2 separate regions of the Mus musculus genome follow, and region 2 is linked to region 1. Evidence: chromatin contacts called from public HiChIP or PLAC-seq data. All regions are on one chromosome and are shown on one strand. Each heading gives the region's core, a stretch centred on a gene start, on an enhancer-like site or on the middle of the called end of the contact. The rest is flanking DNA. Distances are from core to core; before and after follow the strand shown.

Region 1 (6,856 bases), core at 1,919-4,418:
ACCAAGGTTTCCACAAAATGCCTAAACATGAACTGGAGAAAAGACACCTTCTTTGCCAAGTGGTACTGGGAAAATCGGCTTTCAATGTGTCGAAGTCTCACCCACGCAACTCAAAGTGGATCAAGGAGCTTCGTGTAAGACCTGAAACTCTGAAACCATGAGAGGAAAACGGGGAAAACATTTCAAGTTCAGACACATGATGGTTTATATTGTCAGATTAACAGGATCTGGAATCATCTAGTAACAAGGCTCTGGGTATGCTTATCCGAGATTATCTAGATTATCTGAACAGACATGAGATGATTCACATTAACTATGAATGGCCTTTCTTGGTAGTGTGGACTTCTGCACTGACTAAAGGACACATAGCTGAACGTTAACATTCATCTCCCCTTGATTCCTGACAATGGTTGCAATGTAACCAGTTTCATGAGCTTTCTTGCTGGCTGGTAGGCAAAATGAGTCCTTCTCCCCTTAAACTGCCTTTGTCAGGCTATTCTGTCAAATCAACAAAGCAGTAACTAATATATAAACAAGAAATTTCTCAAAAGGGTTAAAACATCTGAACATCTGAAATAACAGTGAGAACTGATGAAAGGTAGTTCATGAAATCATTAAATTTTTAACCAAGGTCACAAAACAAGGTGAGCACACTGAATGAGAGAAAATGACACCCCAAATCAAATAATCCCATTAGTAAGTGCATAAAGGAAACCATTAGACACTTTTCAAAAAATAAAGTATAAGGGGTGTGGGAGAAAAAAAATAAGGTATAGATGAACAATAAGTAAATGAGAAATGTTCAAGCATCCTTAGTCATCAAAACTACAGTGTGTTTCCATCACCCCCCAAAGCAAATGCTAGGGAGGGTGTGAAGGAAGAAACTCTGGATACTGCTGGTGAGAGTGCAAATAAGGCAGTCACTGTAGCTATCAGAAGGAAAGCTTCCCCCAAACAACTATTATATGATTCAAGTATCCTTCCGAAAGTATATTCAAAGGACTCTAAGGCTGCATTCCTGAGGAACCAGCATATCTGTTTAGTATAGTATAACTCAAGGTAAATTATAAAATCAACAGATTTCACAAGAAAGAATATGTGCTTCTTAGACATATATTCTTTCATATATAAGGCATAAAAGTGTAAGCAAGCACCCTTGAGGAACGGCGAAGGAGAGCTATAGGGAAACAAATATGTCCACAGTACATGCTGCAGTTAAGTAAAATGTATTTATGCAATTCATCACTGTTTATAATGAATATGACCAAACAAGGGTAGAAGAGCTGGAGAGATGGCTCGGTAGTTAAGTGTGCAAGTTAAAGGCTGAAGAGATGGCTCAGCACTCAAGGGGGCCTATTGCTCTCATAGAGAAGCCAGGTTCAGTTCTCAGCACCTACATGGTAGCTCACAACAGTCTGCAGCTCTAGTTCCAAGGGATCTTACACAATTATCTGGTCTCTGTGGGCACTGAGCACACATGTGATACAGGCAAAACACTCATACATATAAAATAAATAATTCTAAAACTGTTCTAGAGTGCATGCTATTTTTCCAAATGGACCAAGTTCAGTTCCAAGCACCCATGTGGAGTGGCTCACAACTACCCTTAACTCCAGCTTCAGAGGATATAATGTCGTTTTCTAATCTCTGTGGGCACCCACACTTACACCACACACACACACACACACACACACACACACACACACACACACAAATGCAAAGAAATCTTTTATTTTATTTTTTCTTAAAATAGGTGAGCCTGGTAGTTGTGGTACTTGCCTTTAATCCTGGCACTCAGGAGGCAGAGGCAGGTGGATTTCTAAGAGTTTAAGGCCAGCCTGATTTACATTGAATTCCAGAACCTCAGGCCTACACAGAGAAATCCTGTCTCAAACAAAACAAAAACAAAAACAAGCTAATATTCCTTATTGCTCCTGTGTAATCTGAGCAGTGAGCAATATGTGGGCAGGTGACTTGCCTGGCCCTTTATGAAAAGGTCACCATTTGGGAAATCAAAGTAGAATAAAATAAGGCAAAAAGAGTCCAAATTCCTGTAGAGTTAAAACGTTCTGCTAACATAAAATACAGTGAAACTATTCAGCTTTCCAAACATATTTTATAAATACTTAAAATACTGAAGTATTCCTGAACACTACCCAGTACCTTTCACTAATGATACCATCTACTTGGAAAATCTCTGACATTTAGTAAACACTACTCAGTAGATTGGCTTCTTCTAGTCATAAGCTGAACTGTATGTACATATTTATACTCTCCTAAAATACCTGCAAAACATACTAGAGCACAGATCTATGTTAAAGGTAAACACAAGGTAGTTTTCATATATGGAAAAACATCACATTGGCATTAACGCCAATTGAAATGTTACTGGTCTTATAATAAACATAGAATGTATCAGGAAATCCTCAGGCACTGAGGGAAATAAATCAGTGTGTGGGAGGGAGGGGCCACTCAGTTACTCAGCATAGACCCAACAGAGCAGACCTTTGTTTAAGCAGCCACTTTATCATTACATGCTTACTGAAAACAAAGAACAGGACAGCCACATCAAAACAGCACACTCTGTGGATGGCAGAGCTGTGACCCCAGAGTCTGAGTCATTAAATGCAGAGGAAATGTAACTTAGTACAGAAAAGAACACTGTTACAAAAATAAGAACCAGAAAAGGGAATATAGATAATTAAACACAATTAAATAGAGAAGCAAAGGGCACTTACTAGCCAACTCAATAAACAAAGGCGTGCATGGAACAGAACGACCAGTGCCCACTGTTGCTGTAGCACCTTTGCTGTCTACATGAGGAGAGGGTGGAGCTCTTGTTTGTTTCACAGGGTGGTGAAGGCTAAGCACTAAGCATCAAATTAAGCACAAAATTCCTTTCAAGAAAAACAAAAAGGCACTTTAAGGGGGAGGGGACACAAAACTGGCTCTAATGGGTAAAGTAACTACAGACAGTAACATATATAGACAGATACTTTAGGGCAATGGCTTTTTACACAGTGCCCCCAACCTACACAAAAGCAAGCAAGCCAACAGAAATCCATCCTAGACAAGGGAAATCTGGCAGGAGAAACAAGCTAAGGAGACGTCTGTCAGTGTTGCCTGGGAGATAAGACTGCAGCTGGTATACAGGGTTGCACAACCTCCAGGCCTTACAACAGAGTGGCTGCAGGCACTGGCAAGGTCTACTGCTGCCGCAGAGCACCCCCAACACCTTTGAAAAGCAAAAGGCAAGGCAGACATAATGCAGACAAGCCATCTGCAGCACCTGCATAATTGTGCAGATCCACTGGCCCCTCTGCTGTCACAGCAACTGCCTCCTAGTCACGTCCCTACTGCTATCTTCCCCTCTAAACACAGTTTACATTCCACACAGAAGAGAGAATCTTTTTAAAATATTAATGACATCTCTACAGCTGTACCAAATGGTCCAGTGATTTCTCATCACAGTTGGAATAAAGTATCGATTTCACAGAGGAGCGATAGAATCTGACCCATAGCTGGTCTGTGCGCCCTCCTCCACAGCTGCACACATGCTACTTCCTCCTGTTTCTGAAGAAGGCCAAGCCTTGTCCGATTCGAGCCCTCTGAAGCTGGGACTCCAGTCTAGGCTCTACTGTGTGGGAGGTCTTAGTTCTGCTCACCACCTTTCACCAGCTCTCAGCTTTTCTTCTGCAGCTGTTACATAGACTGATCCAGTCCCTTCTCCAACCATCGTCAACTACACATTCTATTTGCACAAGTGTGTTTTGATTTGTGTGTGTATGTGTGTGTGTTTGCTTACTCTAACTCACAAGTGTCCAGCCCTTAACCTACTTTCTACCACCTTCTACAGCAACAGCCACTTTTCAGATACCAGCCAAGTTCCAACTTTCACTACTTCTCAAAACACAGCTCTCTCTTCCTAGAACTGCTGTCTCCAACAATCCATAACATACAACTTAGTGTCATAGATCGCACCCTAATCTTTGCATGAGGAGCTTATTCTTCACATGTTGATTTTTTAAATGTTCTGGGAAAACTGATCATGGACTACTGTATAAAGACTCACCTGTCTCATAAAGATGAGTATGTGCTCCCAAATATTCTGTGCTCTGATTTCATTTTAATAGGATATGAACACTCAAGTTGTTCCTCCTTCCCACGCTCCTCTTATGCCCACTATGTACTGACGCTAGTGAAGGAAGAGCAAGCTTTGGACAGTGAGATTCCTCTCTGGAGAAAGCTGTGAAACTCTTGGCTGACTGTTCAATCTGTGATTTGTTAGTCCAAAAAAGATGACAAAATTAATTATTCCCCCACCTTGCCAGAGCTCTGGTCTTATGATCAGCAGCAGACAGGTCCTTCCATGACTATGCAGGGTTAAGGATGTGGCCACTGATCAACAAGTTGCCTGTGAGAAGATTGCCTACTTGACCTTGACCTCATTAGCTAATGCTCTGAGCAAACTTACAGGGTCCATTGAGATTGTAACAAACCAAGAGGTTACCGAAATGGAACAATCCATAATATTCGGTGACTTTTTTTCCCACATCTTAAGTTTAATGAACTAATTAACCATATAAAAGCAACGCCATAGAACTGCCTTTGTTAGTTTTGAAAATTTAGTCAGCTGTTGATGATCTGGTTTCTAAAGTCTGCATTCTGCTCATTTTGACACTGACAACAATGTATCACCTGAGGACAGATGAAAACTTTGCATTGTTGCCTATGTTTGATAATCCTTAACTGACTTTTGCCTCCCATGCACGGCTTATGGGAAAGTTGCTGCTGCTAAATACATAGCACACAACCAACCACTCTTGCAGCTAAATACACAGCACTAAATTTGTAAGTCTTTAAACAAGCAGATCAGAAATCTCTCTGAAAATCTTCATTTATACAGACACACAGAAACAAGCCACAAATCAGGGAAGACTTACTATGCTTTCTGCATCCCCTCCTCAGCCTGCCCTCTAAGCACTTCCTTCTTATTAAGACTGACTAAGACTGACTCACAGGTACGGTTAGAACTCATGAGAACACAAAAAGTAAATGTTAGAATTATCTATTTTGATCAATTCAAACTACACTTGAAACAAAGACTTAACTGGGAAAGAGTAAACTTGGGTATTTCAAAATCAGCAAATATCCTTGTGACACAAATATGTAACTCTCAAGTTAACAAGCAGACAGTACACACACACACACACACACACACACACACAGTACATATGTGTGCATGCAAGCACATACACACACACAAAGTACATATGTATGCATGCAAGCACCCACACCCACACACATAATTTTAAGTTAAATATACCAATATACTATTCCTTTCTTAAGTTTTGGGAACCTAGCATTAGGTGTTTCTTCCAGAAACAATCTTGAGAAGAAAACAATGGCAGCCCATAGGGAGAGAAGCCACTTAAAGACATCAGTAGTTAAATAAGACTAAATGGGGACATGTCTGTCGCATCCAGGGCATGTCTGGCAGTGGGATAAAACTGACCTTCCTGCCAAGGTCACATATTGAAGCAGAAAGTGTAGGACAACATGGCCACATCGACGTCACTTTTACCAGAGGGCTGTTCATAGATAACTATGAACTAATTAAATTATAACTAGAAGGGAAAGTATCTTATAATGAATTCTCTCGTTTCCCTGCTGCGTTCGATTGTTCAGCGACTAGGAGAAAAGACTGTAGTGACTGTACTTGTCACACACAAGCCAGAGCTAATCAGCCTCACTGACACTAAGAATGGCCAATGATCACATGAGGGAGCATAGCAAGAGTGAATACCACAAAGAGAAATGATTTGCCAGGCACCCTGTAATTAGTGTCCAGTTCTACAATAGAGAACAGTATTGAGGCAGTAGATTAAGAAGACTTTAAAAGGGATTAGTCATTCATGTGAAGGACTAATCTTTGAATTAAGTTACCTGAGCCAGAGGGAAAGGGCTACATCATGCAAACAATATATACCTCGATTGTAGATCCCCTCCATTAGAGATCCCTCTATTGAAAGATACCTCTTATTAGAGATCACTGTATTGTACATTTCCCTCCATTACAGGTCCCCTCTATTATAGATCCTCCTCCATTACAGACCCCCTCGGTTATAGATCCCTCTATTAGACATCCCCCTCCATTAAAGATTCCTCTATTGTAGATCTCCTCCATTAGAGATCCCCCTACATTACAGGTCCCCTCTCTTATAGGTCCCACTCTTTAATAGGTCCCCTCTATTACAGATCCCCTCTTCATCAAGTACAGAGAAGCAACTTTTGAGTTTAATACACTTGCTTCTGGAAATTTCAAGTTAACTCTTCAAGGAGACACTAAGCAAACAATACAATCATCCACGCACACTAGGACTACAATAAACAACAAAACTCTAACGGTGAGTTAATAAGGATTAACTAGAAGGGGTAATTCTAAAGTATCCTTAAATACAATACCAGTTCCATATAGAATCTAGGTGATAAAAGAATCTGCTGTATCAGAAAGCTTAAAATTGTCAAGGGAGACTTCTAACTACCACTTTGACTAAAGATCTGATATAAAGGAAGCTATACTAGAGACTACGCTAATACTAATTATTAGTAATACTAATCAGAATAGTTAAGTTGAGCTTGACCCTAGAATACTTCAGTTACAGTAAAATTAGGTAATTCTGAGAAGGAATAGCTTTCATGTGAGCCCTTATAAAATTATTCAAACACAAAACACAAAAATTAAATCTTGTTAACCGATATAATGATATATTGGAAATGTGTGAATGGTTGGGAAAACATAAACATTAAACAAACAAAGTAAAAGCTGAGGAGTGGTGGTGCAAGCCTTTTTTTA
Region 2 (6,856 bases), core at 2,472-4,971, 1.8 Mb after region 1:
GGTGTGTGGGTTCATTTCTGGGTCTTCAATTCTATTCCATTGATCTACCTGTCTGTCACTGTACCACTACCATGCAGTTTTTAATCACAATTTCTCTGTAGTACAACTTGAGTTTGGGGATGGTGATTCTATCACAAATTCTTTTATTGTTGAGAATAGTATTAGGGAAATAACACCCTTTAAAACGGTGTGACTTTAACTAAAGAAGTAAAGTATCTGTATGATAAGAACTTCAAACCTGAAGAAAGAAATTGAAGATCTCAGAAGACTGAAAAATCTCCCATACTCATAGATTGGCAGGATTAATTATAGTAAAAATCTTGCTGAAAGCAATCTATAGATTCAATGCAATCCCCATAAAAACTCTAACTCAATTCTTCACAGAGTTGTGGCAATTTGCAAATTCATCTGGAATAACGAAATTACACATTTTAAGGTATGTCAAGGACTAGTATGATTCCTAGCATAAAAAATGTATTCTTACTTTACTTTTGGGTAGACTGATAGACTAAGGTTGTTAGAGATTTCTTGAAATGTTTAGAATCAATTCACAGTTTCCTGTGCAAGCTTGTATTGGCAAAATCTTGCTCAAAGGAAAGGTTTTTAGCATTATAGTTTGAAACTTTTGATTTTATTCATTTGATTTTTAATTGAAATAAAGGATAATTAGTCGCCAACAGCTTTATATTCTCATCAAAAGCTCTGAAAATAATATTTATGGAGAAAAATTACTGAACTAGAACTTTTGATTTATGGATTATAAGAAAAAAATTATGGAATTTTTTGATAGTTGTAAAATACTAATTCAATATAAAGCTACCTCAAAATGAAATTGTCATTAGCCTATTCTTATTAGTCACTTCTTTTGTGACATTGGGTAGTCTTATTCTAGCTACTTTTATAGATCAATTATTTTATTAATCATCTCATGAATTCTCATTTCATTTTATGAGAAAGCTATGACATTATATAATTCTCAATTTAAAGACAAATATCCTATATCTAAATCATTCATATTTTCCATAAATGCCAAAGAATATCCTGAATTATTGATCCAAGAACAGTCTACGGGAAATACAAGTATCAAAGTCAGATTCAGATTCCAAAATAAAAATAGTTTAAAAATATTGTAAGGCCTGCAAGATGGCTTTGTGGATAAAGGGGATTTCTATGAAAGCTTGAAGACCTGAGTTTTACCCCCTCAACCTGTGTAAAGATGGAAAAAGGCTTTCTACTTCCAAAAGTTATCTTCTTGCTTAGGCACACAAAGCATGGTATAGAAATCCACATAAAAATGGACACCTCATCATATGAAGGTCATATATATATATTGGAAAAAAGAGAATCCTCAATGCTGGTCAACCTGAATGGTGCTTGTAGAAGAATCTAACTAACTACATTCATACTTATCACACTGAATAGAAATGAACTCCAAATGGATAAATGGCAATTCTGGAAATAATCTGATCAAAATCCTAATATCTAAAATATTTGGGTATATTTCACTTATAATTAATTTCAAAGGAAAACAAAAAAAAAAACATACTAGTAGATATTGAATAAAGTAAATGAAATTCCTGAAAACACAAATTCAAGCATGAGGTTCTGTTATAATGACATAAGTTGTATTGCACATATCATACTCATTATATAAAAAATAAAATAATAAAGAATGCCAAAAAAAATATTGTCTCTGGAGGAAGAAGGCTGTAAGCAATGTAACCATTATTAGGTAACTACTTATGCAAGAATGTAATAATGAATTACTACTAGTTTGTCAGTTTGTACCACATTCTTTCATCAAAATTGTATTGAATTAATATTATGAACAGAAGGAAGATTGGAATATGATTGTATACATAACTGAGCCAAAAAGTTCTGCCAGGACACTCCTACAGCAAATAAATTCAGCAAGGTTCTGGATACAAAACAAACTAATAAATATCAGTAGCCCTCCTATATACAAATGACAAACATTCTCAAACGAAAATCGGGGGGTGGGGGGAAGCCAGGTGTCTTAGGAGGCAGAGGCAGGCAGATTTCTGAGTTCAAGGTCAGGCTGGTCTACAGAATGAGTTCCAGGACAGCCAGGGCTATACAGAGAAACCCTGTCTCGAAAAAAACCAAAACAAAGCAAAACAAAAACAAACAAAAAAAAAACCAAAAAAACAAAAAAACCCAAAACAAACAAAAAAAGAAAATCAGGGAAATAACACCTTTCACAATAGCCTTGAATAATATAAAGTTTCTTGGGAGTATCTCTAAACAAACAAGTAAAAGACTTGTATGATGAAAACACTTCAAGTCTCTGTGAAATAAATGAAAGAAGATATCTGCAGATAGAAGGATCTCAAGTCCTCAAATTGTCATCATACCAGAAGCAATCTACAGTTTCATTGAAATTCTTATTAAAATTCTAACAAAATTTTCACAAATCATGGAAATTTTTAGGTTCACATGAAAACACAAAAACCCCATATACCTAAAACAATACTGAATAATAAAAGAACTATGGGAGGCATTACCATCTCTAATTTCAAATTACACTAAAAAGCATGCTTTAAAAAAGGTGTAATAGCAGGAAATCAGACACACTGATAAGTGGAACTGAATGCAAGACCCAGATGGAAATCCATATACCAATGGACACCTCATTTTTCATATGAAGGCCATATACATTCTGGAAGGAAGGAGTATATTCAATGAATAATGATGGCCAACCTGGATGGTTGCATATAAATGAACTCTAAATGGATAAAAGACATAAATCCATATACACTCAATCTAATAGATGAAAAAAATGGGAACAAGCTTTGAGCTCACTGGCACAGAAGAACAGAACTTTTTTTTTTAAATTTTTTTAGCAGAATAGGTTTGCATAGATACTAAGATAATCAATTATTAAATAGACCTCGTGAAACTTAGAAGAATCCACATGGCAAAGGATGTATCAATTGGACAAAGCAGCAGTCTAGAAAATGGAAAATGATTTTCACCAAATACACATCTGATAGTAGGTAACATCCAAAACATATAAAGCACACAAGAAGCTACATTTAAAGAAAGTAGCCCTATTATAAAATGAAGAACAACTCTAAACAAAATTCTCAATAGAGGAAACTTAAAATATCTAAGAAACACTTTTTAAAATGGTCTTGTGAAGATTCCATGCCCCAGTATAGGATAATGCCAGCCAGTGGGAGTGGGTGGGTGGGGAGCAGGGGAGGGGGGAGGGTATAGGGGAATTTCAGAGAGGAAACTAAGAAAGGGGATAGCATTTAAAATGTAAACCAAGAAACATTGCTGGAGACTTACCCCTTTTTTGGGTCTCCTATCTTCATGGAACGGGTCTCTAGTTTCAGGTGGGCAAGGAATCAGCGAATGACAACCAAATACTACATGAGAGAACGTGTTGAATTTGAGTGTAATTTTTCAAATCGAGCATCAAATTTTTTATACAGAAGAGTAACAAGAAACAAGGAGAGACTCATCAGCTGAGTTACAGTGACACAATACAAAAGGAATGTAAACATCAAAAGATGGCTGGGGCCAGGTCCTATTTACCACTAAGTAAATGCTAGTCTATTGTTAAGCCCACCACCAGGGGTTCTTAGTAAATGCCTGATTTATGCTGTTTCTTTGGGCCTAGGGAAGAAATCTGTCCCAGGGGGATTCCCTAACTCTTTTATGGTAAACCTACCCATTCACTAGGCCATTGTGTATTCCTTTGTTTGGGTGAGACTGGCTACTGTCCTAAGTACTCACTCTGCAGACTAGCCCTGAGATATTCTAGCTCAGTTCTTTGTAATGCCTAATTAGTTTCACTGTCTCTACTAGAAGTAAATTTGAATGTTACTGAATAGGCAACATTCTTACTGAATTCCTACTGAATTCCAAGCTCATGAGCTTCAAGGATTTTCTAGTACATTGAACACTGGTGGACCCTTACCTATGTCAGAATTCTTTCTTTGAAGGCATTTATAATAAAACAATACTGAAAGAGAGCATGTGGATCCATATACCAGAGTAACGTGGGGATAGGGTATGAGTATATGGGTTATGAGAATGCCAAGGTTCCAGGAGGTTGAGTTTCCTTGAAACTCTTTGCCTGGTGAGTGCTTCCAGGCCTCTCGACCTGTCAAACAGACTTCACTGGAGTGGATGTAGCAAAACATCTAATTAAAAAAAGAGTAAAACAATGGTCAACTTCTATTTTCTCAGGGAAAAGCAAATCAAAAGCACTTTGAATATTCATCTCACATAATGAGAATGGCTAAAATTAACAAAAAACAGTGACAGCTCATTCTGGATAGAATGTGGTATAAGAGGAACACTCATCCTTTGCTGGTGGGAGTGCAAAGTTGTACACCACACCCACTATGAAAATTAGTATGGTGATTCCTCAGAAAGATGGGAATTAATCTACCTCAAGATTCACCTATACGACTCTTGTGGTAGCTGCTTCATCCTACCATAGAGACACTTGTACAACCATGTTGATTGCTGCTCTATTCACAATAACCAGAATTTGCAAATAAGCTAGATGTCACTCAACAGAGGAATGAATAAAAAAATAATATATTTGCACAATTGAGTATTGCTAAAAAAATTACATCATGAAATCTGTAGGCAAATGGATGGAACCAGATGGAAAACTTCCAGAGTGAGGTATACCAGACTCGAAAAGATGAATGTCATATGCATTCACTTATGTGAAGATAATGGCTGCCAATTTAATAATATTCAATCTACAATCTGTAGAATAACAGGATAGATATAGAGAAAGAAAGTAAAGGGAACAGATAGGAAAATAAAACAGATAATTATGGATGAACGGAGACTAGACTAGGAGGATCAAATGGGGAGGATATGAGTTGTATGGAATACAGGGAGAGACAGCTAAAAGGTATCTATTGAGGGGTAGTGTGGAGGCTTAATTCATTAGAAGCTTTCTAAAATATATACACATGAAGCAAATATAAATGCGATCACCAAATAATGGAGGAGAATGATTCTCAACTGGACATTTCTTGTCACCAAATGAAACTTCCAGTACTGGGATTGGGTTACATCTAATTAAGTTGTTGGCCAAAGAGTCTCAACATGAATCCCCCAAACTCAGAATGTTGCCAAGTTTATAGATTGCTCTATACAAACTGAAAGTGCTCATTGTTTAAGATAATACCCAGACAACTCATTAAGCATAAAGATGTTGAGGTGATGCCTACATAAATCTCTATCTCCTACTTCCCATTGTCTTTGGTACTGAAGATGCTTTTAAAAGAGAAGTGTAAATATCAAGCCACCCACAAATACTTTATCTACAACAGTGTACTGCCTACAAGATATGCTGGGGAAATGGTGGCACATTGTTATTGGGAGTAACCAACCAATAACTAATTTGACTCGAGGCTCACCCTAAGAGATGGAAACCATTCCTGCCACTGCTTAGGTGAACAAGAACCTGAGACTATATAGCCCAGGGTCATATGGTAAAACCAAATAAGTCTGGTCCAAAATAGAAAGAAAGAAAGAAAGAAAGAAAGAAAGAAAGAAAGAAAGAAAGAAAGAAAGAAAGAAAGAAAGGAAAGAAAGGAAAGAAAAGAAAGGAAAGAAAGAAAAGAAAGAAAAAATGCAGTGATAAAATGACTCCTAATGATATTCACATGGATCAGTTTTTAATTCACCCATCATCAAAAAAGCTTCCTTCTGCAGCAGATAGAAACAAATACAGAGATCCACAGACAGACATTAGGCATAAAGTAAGAGACCTTCGAAGGCTCAGTCCTAAATGAGACATATCCATCAAATTCCTCCTTACAGAGTTCAAGGAAAGACCCTGAAGAGTTTAAGAACCAGGAGGAATGGAAGACACCAATACAACAAGAAAAATCAACATAAGCAAAATTTATGTGAACACACAGACTGAGGAAGTTTGCACGGGGCCTGTGTGGGTCTGCAGCAGGTCATTGGCACATAGATTATGACTTACAATTTAATGTTTTTAAAAGGTGCTATTGAGTAGGTCTCTGATTCTTGTATCTTTTATTAGGCTTTCTTTATTTTGCTGGTTTATTCTGTCCATCTTCAGTGTAATATTGTTTGTTTTACATTTTATTTTGTTATATTTATTAGTATTATTTTTAGAAGTCTGTTATTTTCTAATGAAAGAAAGAGAAAAAGAGTGGATCCAGATGGAAGGAGAAATGGGAAAGAACTGAGAAGAGTATGGAAAGAAAACACCATAATCGGGGCTGGTGAGATGGCTCAGTGGGTAAGGGCACCCGACTGCTCTTCCGAAGGTCTGAAGTTCAAATCCCAGCAACCACATGGTGGCTCACAACCACCCGTAATGAGATCTGGTGCCCTCTTCTGGTGTATCTGAAGACAACTACAGTGTACTTACATATAATAAATAAATAAATCTTTAAAAAAAAAAAAAAAAAAAAAGAGCACCTGCTGCTCTGGCAAAGGATGAAAAAAAAAAAAAAAAAAAGAAAACACCATAATCATTATATATTAGGTGAGATAAGAAGCCATTATCAAAAACAGGAAGAAAACACAAGAAAAGAATACTATGAGAAAGTATATAATATCTATTAGTTCTCTTTATGAAAGCAGATGAGAAATAAAGGTAAATTATGGATATATTTAATTAGAAATAGTGTAGGACATTAAAAAGTTACATGTGCCAACACACTGTGAAACAATATATGTTGACTGGCTGATTAATTGATTGATTGATTGATTGATTGGATTGAATAATAAATGATTGACTTGTTTCTTTGGATTTTTTTGACCATTTCTTACCCTTGATGCTGTCTTGTCCAACCCTGATTTGACAGTTTTTATTTCT

What was found. HiChIP or PLAC-seq counts read pairs in DNA pulled down with a chosen protein or histone mark.
Region 2: a contact with region 1 is called in an H3K27ac HiChIP or PLAC-seq map of epiblast stem cells, with 6 times the contacts expected there. The contact joins two enhancer-like sites. A contact is called at or near these places in 1 of 39 promoter capture datasets (hippocampal neurons) and 2 of 115 datasets of contacts at active chromatin or transcription factors (embryonic forebrain and epiblast stem cells).

The regions. Positions count from the first base shown.
Region 1 is chr10:31,589,748-31,596,603 of GRCm38.p6, forward strand. All of the region lies in intron 1 of Rnf217 (ring finger protein 217), which reads right to left. Among named protein-coding and RNA genes, the nearest start is that of Rnf217, 17 kb to the right of the region's middle. Within about 2 kb of position 3,169, at least 134 of the 459 cell types and tissues checked have an H3K27ac peak or open chromatin away from gene starts, as enhancers often do. A contact at or near this core is called in epiblast stem cells, where this site is marked.
Region 2 is chr10:33,372,075-33,378,930 of GRCm38.p6, forward strand. All of the region lies in intron 21 of Trdn (triadin), which reads left to right. Among named protein-coding and RNA genes, the nearest start is that of D830005E20Rik, 120 kb to the left of the region's middle. Within about 2 kb of position 3,722, at least 13 of the 459 cell types and tissues checked have an H3K27ac peak or open chromatin away from gene starts, as enhancers often do. A contact at or near this core is called in epiblast stem cells, where this site is marked.